2 separate regions of the Oryctolagus cuniculus genome follow, and region 1 is linked to region 2. A link is a contact called in public Hi-C data. All regions are on one chromosome and are shown on one strand. Each heading gives the region's core, a stretch centred on a gene start, on an enhancer-like site or on the middle of the called end of the contact. The rest is flanking DNA. Distances are from core to core; before and after follow the strand shown.

Evidence for each region. A called contact is a pair of places that touch in the nucleus more often than the background predicts.
Region 1: a contact with region 2 is called in a Hi-C map of an unstated tissue, with 2.9 times the contacts expected there. The contact joins two enhancer-like sites. A contact is called at or near these places in 3 of 6 Hi-C or Micro-C datasets (ear pinna, skin fibroblasts and an unstated tissue).

What each region holds. Positions count from the first base shown.
Region 1 is chr6:37,147,232-37,153,386 of mOryCun1.1, reverse strand. PPARGC1B (PPARG coactivator 1 beta) reads right to left here. Exons shown (of 12, transcript XM_051843506.2): 2 at 4,999-5,172. LOC138850184 (a long non-coding RNA gene) reads right to left here. Exons shown (of 2, transcript XR_011389813.1): 2 at 5,911-6,155. Among named protein-coding and RNA genes, the nearest start is that of MIR378, 82 kb to the right of the region's middle. Within about 2 kb of position 1,311, at least 4 of the 8 cell types and tissues checked have an H3K27ac peak or open chromatin away from gene starts, as enhancers often do.
Region 2 is chr6:37,005,141-37,011,207 of mOryCun1.1, reverse strand. No RefSeq gene overlaps it. Among named protein-coding and RNA genes, the nearest start is that of PPARGC1B, 57 kb to the left of the region's middle. Within about 2 kb of position 4,272, at least 2 of the 8 cell types and tissues checked have an H3K27ac peak or open chromatin away from gene starts, as enhancers often do.

The DNA of each region.
Region 1 (6,155 bases), core at 62-2,561, 150 kb before region 2:
GCTCACTTGACTAATCCTCCGCCTGCGGCGCCGGCACCCCGGGTTCTAGTCCAGGTTAGGGTGCTGGTTCTGTCCCGGTTGCTCCTCTTCCAGTCCAGCTCTCTGCTGTGGCCCGGGAAGGCAGTGAAGGATGGCCCAAGTGCTTGGGTCCCTGCACCCACATAGGAGACCAGGAGGAGGTACCTGGCTCCTGGCTTAGGATTGGTGCAGCGCCGGCCGTAGCGGCCATTAAGGGAGTGAACCAACGGAAGGAAGACCTTTCTGTCTGTCTCTCTCTCAATGTCTAGAACTCTACCTGTCAAATAAAAAAATAAAAATAGAAGGCAATGGGGCTCCCTTGGCTGTCCCCCAAGTCTCCCTCTTGCCCCTCAGCCGGGCTGCCCGCTCTATGCTCCCAAACAACGCGTCCAGCTTGACAAGTTGTTCAGACCCTGGAACCCGAGCCTCCTTGACCTGGGGCATGACTAGGGGCATGACCCCGCAGGGCTCTGCCAGCAGTGGCTGGCCCAAGGCAAGTCACTTCTCTCCCCTAAATCCCTGCTCTTTTCCTGTGAAACAGGAGGACTCGCCCTCAGGCCAGTTTTCCTGCCAGGGCCAGCATGAAGGCCAAATCTGGAAGCAGCGATGAGCGGGCAGGGCGGACGCAGCCGAAGGAAGGAATGAATGAGACAAACAATGAACAATGGCAGCAGGCCGAGCTCATCGTCAGAAAGACCAGATTCCCGCGGGACGGCATCCAGGCATGACGTCAGCAGCCTTGCGTGGAACGGGAACTCTGACCCTGGCTCCGGGCCGTCTGATCAGCGACTTCAAGCACGGCTCGGGGCTCACTTCCCAGACAGCTCCTCCTGTACCCGCCTCTGTCTTGCTGGGGTCCAGGCAACCAGCACCCATCAATCACTGTGGAAGCTCGTGGGGAAACCTACCTGTCATTCTTTTGGGAGGAGGGGGCGGGGCAAAGTCAAAGTCATAGAGAGTGAAGGGGCGGGGTCACAGGTGAGGGCCTTGGGCCCTGGAGGCCAACACTGACCAATCGGGCTTCCTGAGTGCCAGGCATGAGGCCGACATGCGTACACTATGGCGGAGACCTCAAGAACCACCCATCAGGACAGGTGAGGCCAAGAGGGACTCACAGAAGGCCCCCCCCTTGCACCCCAGTCTGGGCTGTGCGATGGGAATTCCTGCCCTGCACCCGACACATCCCAGCGAGCCGGCTGCCCTCTCCTCTTCTCTGGGCCCATTAGCTCAGCTCTCCCTGCTCCCCGTGGAAGCTGAGTGCAAATTAATGGAGGGTTAATCAGCTGCGGAAGGGATATTAATAGACCCAGCCCCGCCCCCAGCCTTCCTGGGAGGTTCTCCAGCCTTCAGGAAATCTGGGGAAATGCTTCGCTTTGAGCACCCTGAAGAGCCAGCGACAGAATTTTCACCCTCGGGGCCGGAAGGACCTCCAGAGCCCACAGAGCCCTGGGGGCTTCTCGGAGGCCTGGGGGACCCAGGGAATCCGGGCCCCCAGTTTTCTTGGAGTAGATCTATGCTTTCATCTGCACCTAAAAGGAACCAGTTTGCTTCTCTCTCCCTCTCTCTCTCTGTATCTCTGCCTTCCAAATAAAAATAAACAGATAAATGTAAATAAATAAAAAATAGAGACTGGACCTCTTGCTGGCATTTGGGAAGTGCACCGGTGGATGGCAGATTTCTCTTTCTATATAGATGTGTGTGTGTGTGTATGTGTGTGTGTGTGCGCACGCCTACACGCATGTGCCTTTTGAGTAAATGCAATCAATAAACGGACCCAGTGACTCTCTCCTCCACCCCCAGCCGATGAAATCCTCCAATCCTGTCTGTGTTCCTGCCTTGTTCCTCACACAGGGGAACTGAGCCCCAGCCAAAGGGAGCTACTTGCCCACGTGGGTCACAGCGCATAACACCCAAACACCTGCTTCCTCCAGAAAAAAATCTACTGACATGGAAGGCAACGTCCCTGTCCCCTAGAAGCTGTCAACTTGCTAACTGTGGCTTGTTCCCACTCTCCCAGTGTTCCCAGGCGAGGGTGCCCTGGGACTGTTCGAACCCCGCCCGGACATGGGCAGCAGGCTCCAGGACTACCGCTGGCCCCAGGAGGCAATCGCCCAAGCCAGCAGCAGCAGCAGGGTTAGAACTCAGGGCCCTGGATCACAGCTTGCTCTCAGAGTGGGTCACGTCTGCGAATGGGCGTTTATACTGTGTGGGCCCCCGAGATGCATAAGATGATTTTGTTCTCAAAGAGCTTGGGGTCTGAAGGACACACACACACGAGAAGAAGCAACTGACTGCCCACCCCGGAAGGGCAGAACCAAGAACTCAGGATCACAAGGGACTCTCATCTGACGGCGCCAGGCACTATGCATGGCCTCGGAGCATAGCAAGTGGAGACAAGGACAGGGCCTCATCCTGAGTAATGACAGAGAGGAGAGTTGGTCGGGAATGCAGGCCGGGAAGGGGTGAGGGACGGGTGGGCAGATCTCAGCCAGGGCTGGGGGCCTGAGGGCCACACCAGACTCATGCAATGTTAGGAGCGGGGGGTGGGGTAGGGGGAGCAGAGGTTCCTGGGGGCATGGTCAGTCCCCGAGCGGGCAGGGGACCTGTGCAGTCCAGGTGGGAGTCGGTCTGCAGGTGGCATCAAAGTACCCTCTGCACACTGAAAGCATTTTCTTGGAGTCAGGGCGGGAGGGAGGGAGCAACATGGCAAAGGTATGGCACCCATTGTTCAGCTAAGGAAATGGGGGTCTCCAGGGGGCCAGACCTGCCAACTCCTAGGTGGGATGGCAGCAGGGGATCTCAGTGAGCAGCGGCAGGCCCACATTCCCGGCTTAGAGTCTGCGCCCTGACTCCTGCAGCTCCGTGATCTCAGACAAGTCACTTAACTGCTCTGAGCCTCACTCCCCTAAGAGTACTCCGCTTCCGGCTGAGAACACCCTAGGGAAGAGCGCCAACTCCCTGCGGTGCCCACGAGGCTCTGCACGGTCTCTGCCCCGCCCACCCCTGACCTTAGCTCCCAGCACCTTCCTCTTTCACCCTTCCGTTCCTCCCACACCGCCAGCCCGTCCTGCCCTCGGCTCCGCGACCCCTGGTTCTTAGAGGTTCACGTGGCTGCCGCTGCGCAGCCTTCAGCGGACACGAGTCTGCCTGCAGGGGCCTCTCCCGACCACCCAGCCCGCGGAGCCCTTGCTGTTCCTGTTAGGTAGGAAGTCAGTTATGGGCTTGTGTGTGTGTGTGACATAAAGGCCTAAAGAGAAGACATCTATGTCCAGCATCTGCATCTCAAAGTCATCCTGACATGTTTCAGGGGCAGCCCGGTATTCACATCCTGCCCTGCCCCCTTCTACCTGATAACCTGCCAGGTGGAGGTCCCCGACCCTTCTCCCTGACAAATCTTCCACAATCTCCCAGATGCAGCCCAGTAGCTGCACTTCAAACACCCTGCTCGGGATTCCCATTCTCCAGGGGTCTTGCTCACCCTTCCTCTAAACTTAGGATGGCACAAGCTAGGCTTCCTCCTGTCTGATACCTTCAGGGGAAAACTCAGATAGAAGTTTTTCTATTTACATCCAAAAAGCCCTTTGTTCCAAGAGGAGCAGAGGTGGGGAAGCAAGACCCATCTCCTTAAACACCCCCCCCCCCAGCCTCAACCGGACTGTGCGCTCAGCCCTCTGCCTCTCTGCTGGGCCGCCCGCCTGGTCTAGCCTGGTGTAATCTCTCCACCTTGCTCCTTCCCCCACCCCCCAGTCCGAGCAACTGCACTCTCTCCCAGGTCCTTTCTGGAGAGGTGCCCATCCATTCTTGCTATCTTACCTCCCACTACTCTCTGTCTCACGCCTGAATTCTTTCTTGCGCAAAGACAAGAACCCTGCATTTTCTCCAGTAACATTCCCAGCTTCACTGCCTTCCAAGTGCTCGTCAGCCACAGTGCTGTTCAGGTTTTACTGATCCGCCATGAATCTCCCCCTCCAGACTGAAGTCCACAAAGAACCCTGGGATCGATAAGCGCTTCCAGGAAGCGATAAAATCCACGGGGAGCACCACGCGGCAGGACCCGCGGCACCCCAGCATGGCGCCTGGCACACGGGGGGCTGTCATTGTTGTGTTGCCAGAAAGGCACAGCTTCTGCCCCCATCTCCATGGGGGAGAAAACTTCAAGACTAGAATGAGGGATCTGAATGCACCCATCCCCCAGCTTCCACGTGGCCAATTTCGTCTCCTCTGTCACCCTGCATGCCACACACCCACATGCACACCTGCAAACGCGGGCAGAGCTTGCTTCATTTGGAAGCAAATGTACACATCCTATTATTCCTTCTCAGAGGCCTCCGAAAGGGACACGTCAGGCAGCACGTGGCCCCGAGGCTGGGCGCCCAGCACAATCGGTGGAGGGAGGCAAAGGCACAGTGGCTCCTGGCACTGCCTCTTGTGAAAGAACCCCTAGGCTCCAACTGAAAAGCCGAGATAAGCGTCTTTAGGACTGGGGCTTGTGAAGAGAAGCACACGGGTTATGCAGACAAACAGGGCCGGTCCTGCTGCCACTCCTTGCATAATCAGCCTGAGTCATTCTCATTAGGCTGCCTTTGTGGCTAGAAAGCCTGGGCACAGGAGGCAGGCGGGCTGGGTCTGAGCCCAGTCCAGTGACTGCCTAGGTAAACTGCCCTAGCCACACGACTCAGCCCTCCAAGGTTCAGTCTCCTTATCTGTCAAATGGGAAGCTAAAGGATCCACAATGCAGGGAACAGAGGGCCTGGGGCTGGGATCTGCCTGGGGGGCATAGACAGTGGCTCAGGCCAGCTCTCCATTTCCAGAGGCAGGACACAGGCCAGGGGAGGGGCGGGTGCTGTCCCAGAGCAAGTGCAGACCAGCCACCGCAGCAGGGTCCCAAGGTCCGGGGGCAGGTGAGGAGCCTTCTTAACAATGAGCGAGTGCAGAAGAGGAGCATGTGGGGTAGAAGGTGGCGAGGCCAGGGGAGTGTACCTGGAAGAGCTCCGAGTCGTCAGGGCTGTACTGGCTGGGCTCGGGCTCGCAGCTCTCTGGGCACCACTGCAGCTCCCCAAAGCAGGTGGCGGACTCAAAGTCGCTGGCGTCCAGCTGGGAGAGGTCAAGCTCGGGAAAGTCGGCGCAGAGCTGCTCCTCCCCGGATCCGCCGCCCTGAGGAGACAGGAAGGAAGGAGCAGGGTCAGAGCGCAGCTGGGCCGGCCCCAAGCAGGGCCCCTGCGGCGCACCAGGCTGCCCACCCAGACCCCTGTCCGTGGCCAGGAAATGCCACAGGCTGCCCCGCCCCGCGCCAGGCCCTGGCAGCACAAGGCCTCTGCTGCTCCCTGCACTCCTACAGAGCCCTTGAGGCCCTGCCCACATGACACACTGGAGCCCCCATCTGTGCGGGGATTTCTTACCGCTAGCAATCCCTCTGCATGAATAATGAAAGAAAAACAGCAAGAACAATGGCAGACATTACTGAGTGATTACTAGTTCCTACAGAAACACTCATCCATGCTCCCAGAGGTTTCACAGGAGTACTTGTGAGGTCTAAAGCCTGGAAGGCCACCTATTAGCAGACAAGAGTTAAAAAAAAAAACCCATGGGGCCAGCACTATGATGCAGGCGCTTAAGCCATATCCTGCAGCACTGGCATCCCATATGGGCGTCAGTTCGAGTCCCTACTGTTCCACTTACAATCCAGTTCCCTGTTTATGTGCAATGAGAAAGTAGCAGAGTAGTAGAAGATGGTCCTAGTGTGTGGGCCCCTGCAGCCATGTGGGAGACCCAGAAGAAACTCCTGGCTCCTGGCTTCAGCCTGGCCCAACCCCTGTCATTGTGGCCATTTGGGGAGTGAACCAGTCAACAGAAGATCTCTCTCTGTGTCTCTCCTTTTCTCTCTCTCTCTCTCTGTAAGTCTGCCTTTCAAATAAATAAATAAATCTTAAAACAACAATAACAACAACAACAAAAAACACACCCTTGGCTCGTATTTTGGCGCCATGGGTAAAGCCACCACCTATGATGCCAGCATCCCATATAGGTGCCAGTTCAAGTCCCAGGTGCCTCACTTCCAATCCAGCTCCTTGTTAATGCACCTGGGAAAGCAGCGGAGGGTGGCCCAAGTGTTTGGTCCCCTGTTCCCAAGTGGGAGA
Region 2 (6,067 bases), core at 3,023-5,522:
AGGGCCCGGGGAGCATGCAGGGACACAGCTACCAATGACAAGATGGGAAGTTTTTTAGAGGAAGCTGTCTAGAGAGGGATGACCGAGTTCTCTGTCTTGCAACAGTGGCAATCCCCCAGGTCACAGAGAGCGGCTTCCCCTTGCTGCCCAAGGCCTGCAGTGCCCCGCCCTGGGTGCACAGCAGCCAGGTGCATGCACACTAGCACAGCCTGGTGCTCAAACCCTTCCTGCAGCTGGAGGTGTTTGATTTTTCTTAATTAACTCATTTTATTTGGGAGGCAGATGAGAGAGTGAGTGAGTGCTCCCATCTGCTGGTTCACTGCCCGATGCCCATAATGTCAGGAAGAGGCCTGGGTCAAAGCCAGGAGCCAGGAAATCAACCCAGTTCTCCTACATGGGGTGTAGGGACCCAAGGACTTGAGTCATCACCTGCTGGCTCCCAGGGTGTGCACTGCATTAGCAAGAGGCTGGGACTAGGAGTGGAGCCAGGCATCAAACCAGGTCCTCCAATCTAACACACAGCTGTCCCAACACCAGGCCAAACACCCACTCCATCGCTTAAATAGAGCAAAGACTACCTAGTAGTGTTGGGACAACTTTTTTTTTTTTAAGAATTTCTTATGATTTATTTGAGAGGCAGAATCTCAGAGAGAGGGAGAGAGAGAGAAAAAAGATCTTCTATCCACTGATTCACTCCCAGAGCTGGGCTGATCTGAAGCCAGGAGCTTCTTCTGGGTCTCCCACGTGGGTGCAGGGGCTTGAGCACTTGGGCCATCTTATACTGCTTTCCCAGGCCATAGCAGAGGGCTGGATCAGAAAAGGAGCAGCCAGGACACAAACCAGTGCCCATATGGGATGCCGGCACTGCAGACGGAAGCTTAGCCTCCTATGCCACAGCGCCTGCCTTGGGACAACTCATCTTGAATATTTGCTCACTGGGGGTGATTAATTTCTCTGAGGAGCCAACAAAGTTCCCAGAATAAAATGGACACTAACTTCACCCACATCTCCAACTCCCAGCGGCACGCCGGAGACCCTGTGGAAGGATCAGGGTGAGGACCTCCTCCTCTTGTGTCCTGAGAGCCGTCGCCTCGGCTTCTACCTTGGCGTTACAGGAACCCTTCCCATCCAGGATGTCAACCAGGCTCCATGACAACAGGAAGAGGAGGGCGCAAGCGCTTATGTCCAGGGTCAGGGTTCCAAACCCATTGCCGTGTTTGCGGTTCTTTGTCTCCCACCATCTGTCACTGAAGCCCTTCCCTCTTGATTTTCTTTTCATATCCCACACCAACTGCACCATTACTTACCTAATTTACAAGGGTATCTTCAAAAGTTCATCGAAAATGGAATTCAAAGATAAATTTATTTTGGTGCAAAAATTTCAAAGTCCAGTTTTTTTTTTTTCAAAATATGCATTTTCCGTGAATTTATTGACGATTCCTTAATATGCCTGAATACCAAATTTTTTGCACCAACATAAACATGTTGTTGAAATCCATTTCCATGAACTTTCTGAAGTACCCTCATATTTTTAAAGATGCCTTCCCTTTCCAACTTAGCTTAGAGGCTTTTGTCTAAAAACAAAACTTGATATCGCTGCTGTAATTGGAAATCTGGTTTCACTGCCCATAAATAGAAGGCAGCCATGACAATAAATGCAATGAAATGTTATCAAATTCCAGCTCAAAGCTGCTGCCTGCCGAAGGCTCAGAGCCTGGGGCCTGCTCTGTTTGTAAAAAAGGGAGCTTGGCAAGCGCCAGCGAGGTGTGAAAGACAGGCCATCGCCCAACCAAGCCTTTGCCCCACAGGGGCTGCGGGGGACTGAGAAAGGGCTGGAGCCAACACTCTCTGAGTAAATGATAGGTCAGGCCCATTCTGGACACCACCCACCAGGGGCACCTGTCCCCCTGCGGGGCAGACCTGAGGGGTGCCTCCCACCCTGGGCAACTCAGTACCATCCAGCTGGCAGCCGTAGGCAGCAGCCCCACAGCCACACTGCCCTGTTGCAAAGGCTGCCCTGGGCAGATCGTCTTGTCTCCACCTTCCCACGGGGAGGCCCAGGCTCCATCTCTGGCATCCGTGTCCTAGCACCAGGTGCCTCTTTTAATGCAGCCCCCACCTCACCCAGGCATCGGAGCCCCTCCTTCCCTGCCTCCACTTCTCACTTCACCCCTCCACGCCCCGCCCAGGTGGGCCTCTCTACAGCCCACACCTGGCCCTGTGGCTGCCCTCAGTATGGCGCCCTTCCTTGCCTCCAGTGGGGTAGGGGTAGGGGAAGGGGTGGGGGAAGCTCCACGGCCCAGCGTGCTGCACACCCAGCCCCCAGCTCTCCCCGCCACTAGCTCCCAGCTCCCCACAGTGCCTGGCTCCGCTGGTTTCCTTACCAGGCTCCCTCTCTTAGAAATTCCATAAACAGTGTTCCCTCGGCTGGAAGGGCTGCTTCTCGCCATCACCCACACATTCTTCCCGTCAGCGTCTCAGGCCTCTCTGGGGTGGCACCCCTCCTGCCACGACCTGTGCTTCCCTGCAGGGAGCGCAGTGCTGAGCGCAGGGCTGGAACCGTGCGGCGCGGCTAAGTCCCTGAGGATCGCGGAGGGTCATTAACTCCTCGAACCTGTAAATCCTTTCGCCCACTTTCTACCTGCCCTGCCCTTCATCCACGTAACTTCTACCCCTCCCAGCCACAACATTCTGGGTCACTTCCTATCCTTCTCATGATGTCACACAGGATGGCTCAAGTCCAACAGGATCGGCCTTCCAGCAAACTCCTGGAGTAGCGCGTGTTGGTTGAATGAATGCATGGGACAGTGCATAAAATACAGCATGGTCAGAAAACAATGTTGCTGTCATAACTTCTGCTTTCTAAGTAAGGCATAATTCCTATTCGTGGACAAAAATAATATCTCCCTATTGTTTGTTGACTTAAGGAGGTTGGTGGGAGAGACAACAGACTGAGATTGCCAAGGCTTTTTTTGGTCTTGTGTTTTTTTTTTTTTTTTTTTTTTTCTTTGACAGGCAGAGTGGACAGTGAGAGAGAGAGACAGAGAGAGAAAGGTCTTCCTTTGCCGTTGGATCACCCTCCAATGGCCGCCGCTGCAGCCGGCGCACCGCGCTGATCCGATGGCAGGAGCCAGGATCCAGGTGCTTTTCCTGGTCTCCCATGGGGTGCAGGGCCCAAGCACCTGGGCCATCCTCCACTGCACTCCCTGGCCATAGCAGAGAGCTGGCCTGGAAGAGGGGCAACCGGGACAGAATCCGGCGCCCCAACCGGGACTAGAACCCGGTGTGCCGGCGCCGCAAGGTGGAGGATTAGCCTATTGAGCCACGGCGCCGGCTCGGTCTTGTGTTGTTTTCCTTGGTGGTGGAAGGTGATATCCTAAGAGGAAGGCCCCTTTCTAACAGTATTTGAATCTTCAGGAATAACTTATAGCTGCACATGGTACAAAATTCAAATGCGGGTTAGCATGCCACATTAGTGAATCGCTGGATGTCGATATGAGTAGGGATGGAGAATCTAGCACTTTCAATGACACAGAGAGAAACTGGCGTTCCTAGGGGCACCTTGGGTGATGGGCCTGGAAAGGGGTGAGAGGGCCCAGCAGGGAGGCGGCCAGGGCTGGGTGCTCCAGCCCTGCAGTGTTGCAGTGCTGGCCAGGACCAAAGTTAGCATTGCTTGCTTGGTTGACCTCACCAGGCCACTGGCAGAGTTGGCCACACTCAAGTCCCCAGGGAGAGTTTGGGAGCAAACAAGGAAAGACAGTTCCAGTTGCCCTGGGCTCTCACAGCAGCCCCCAGGGAGAGCCGAACCCAAGGCCTGGGGCCATAGGGAGGAGAGAGAACTTGCAGAAACCTTTGGAGGGCACTGAGCTACACACACGAGGCAGGATGGGGCTCCAGCCAATTTTCCTTCACCTCCAAGGACACAGGGCCTCGGCTCACACGGGTGTTGCAGGGAGCCTTGCTTTTCGCCAGTGTCTTCTTGGCTCACTCCCTGACTGGACTGCAGGCCCTCTAAGGCCAGGGACTGGATTTCTTCTTGCTCCACCCTCTCAATCCCCTACCCAATAACAGTGAGCTCAGCACTGAACCCAGGTTTTAGAAACTAGGTAATTCTGAAATGCATGCAACATGAAATTTACCACCTTAGCCATTCTGAGTGTAAAGTTCAGAGGTGTTAAGTACGTTCACAATGCTGTGCAATCACCACTTTCATTCATCCCCGGGAACACCTTCTGTCCTGTAAAAGTGAAACTCTGTAGCCATTACACATTCCCATTCCCCGCGCCCAGCAAGCACCGGCAACCACCACTCTGCTGTCCATCTCGGTGGATCCCACTAGTTCAGGTGCCTTGCATAAGTGGAACCACGTGGTATTTGTCACTGTATAGCTTATTTTGCCTAACACAAGGTCTTCAAGGCTCACCCAGGTTGTAGCAGGTGTCAGAACTTACTTCCTTTGCTATTTGGACAGTGCTGCTGGCAACATGGGTATACACTTGCATCTACAAGACTGTTCTCTGTTTCTGAAAGCCATTCCAATCCGGGGGTGAGCTAAAACCTCATTGTGGTTTTGATTTGCATTTCCCTGATGGCTAGTGATCCTGAACATTTTTTCATGTGTCTGTTGGCCATTTGGATTTGCTCTTTTGAAACATGCCTGTTTAAGTCCTTTGCCCATTTCTAAATTGAGTTGTTTTGTTGTTGAGTTTCTTTATCTCTTTATATATTCTGGCTATTAATCCTTTATCAGTTGCATAGTTTGCAAATAATTTCTCCCCTTCTGTCAGTTGTCTCTTCACTTTGCTGTTTCTTTTGAAGTGCAGAAGCTTCTCAATTTGATGTAATCTCAGTCAATTATGACTTTGATTGCCTGTGCCTCAGGGGTCTTTTCCAGGAACTCTTTGCCTGTACCAATGTCTTGCAGGATTTCCCCAATGTTCTCTCATAATTTGATGGCATGGGTCATAGATTTAGGCTTTAATCCATGTTGAGTGGATTTTTGTGTAAGGTGTGAGGTAGGGGTGTCGCTTCATGCTTCTGCACGTGGAGATCCAGCTTTCCCAGCGCCACTTGCTGAAGAGACTGTCCCTGCTCCAGGAATTCATTTTAGCTCCTTTGTCAAAGATAAGTTGGTTGTAGACACGGGGTTGACTTCTGGAGTTTCTATTCTGTTTCATTGGCCTACCCAGTTATACCATTTTTAAAAAAATATTTATTTTTATTTATCTGAAAGGTACAGTCATAAAGAGAGAGAATTAGAGAGAGAGAGAGAGAGAGAGTGTGTGTGTGTGTGTGTGTGAGAGAGAGAGAGAGAGAGAGAGAGGATCTACCATCTACTGATTCACTCCCCAAATGCCCACAATGACTAGGGCTGGGCCAGACTGAAGCCAGGAGTCAGGAGCCCCTTCTACATCTCCCATGTGTTTGCAGGGGCCCAAGGAGTTGGACCATCTTCCACTGCTTTTCCAGGCACATGAGCAGGGAGCTGAATCATAAGTGGAGCATCCAGGACTTGAACTGGTAGCCACATGGATGCCAGCATTGCAGGCGGCAGCTTTACCTGCTACACCACAGCACTGGCCCCTAGTTACATCATTATATATTCCCACCAGCAGTGCACAGGGTTCCAGTTTCTCTGCCTCCTTGCCAACACTTGTTATTTTCTGCTTCCTTCGTTTTTACAGCCATATTAATGGTGTGAGGTGGTAGGTCATTCTAGTTTTGATTCGCATCTCCCTACTGATTGGTGATATTAAAACATCCTTTTAGGCCGGCGCCGCGGCTCACTAGGCTAATCCTCCGCCTAGCGGCGCCGGCACACCGGGTTCTAGTCCCGGTCGGGGCGCCGGATTCTGTCCCGGTTGCCCCTCTTCCAGGCCAGCTCTCTGCTGTGGCCCGGGAGTGCAGTGGAGGATGGCCCAGGTGCTTGGGCCCTGCACCCCATGGGAGACCAGGAGAAGCACCTGGCTCCTGGCTCCTGCCATCGGATCAGCGCGGTGCGCCGGCCGCAGTGTGCCAGCCGTGGCGGCCATTGGAGGGTGAACCAACGGCAAAGGAAGACCTTTCT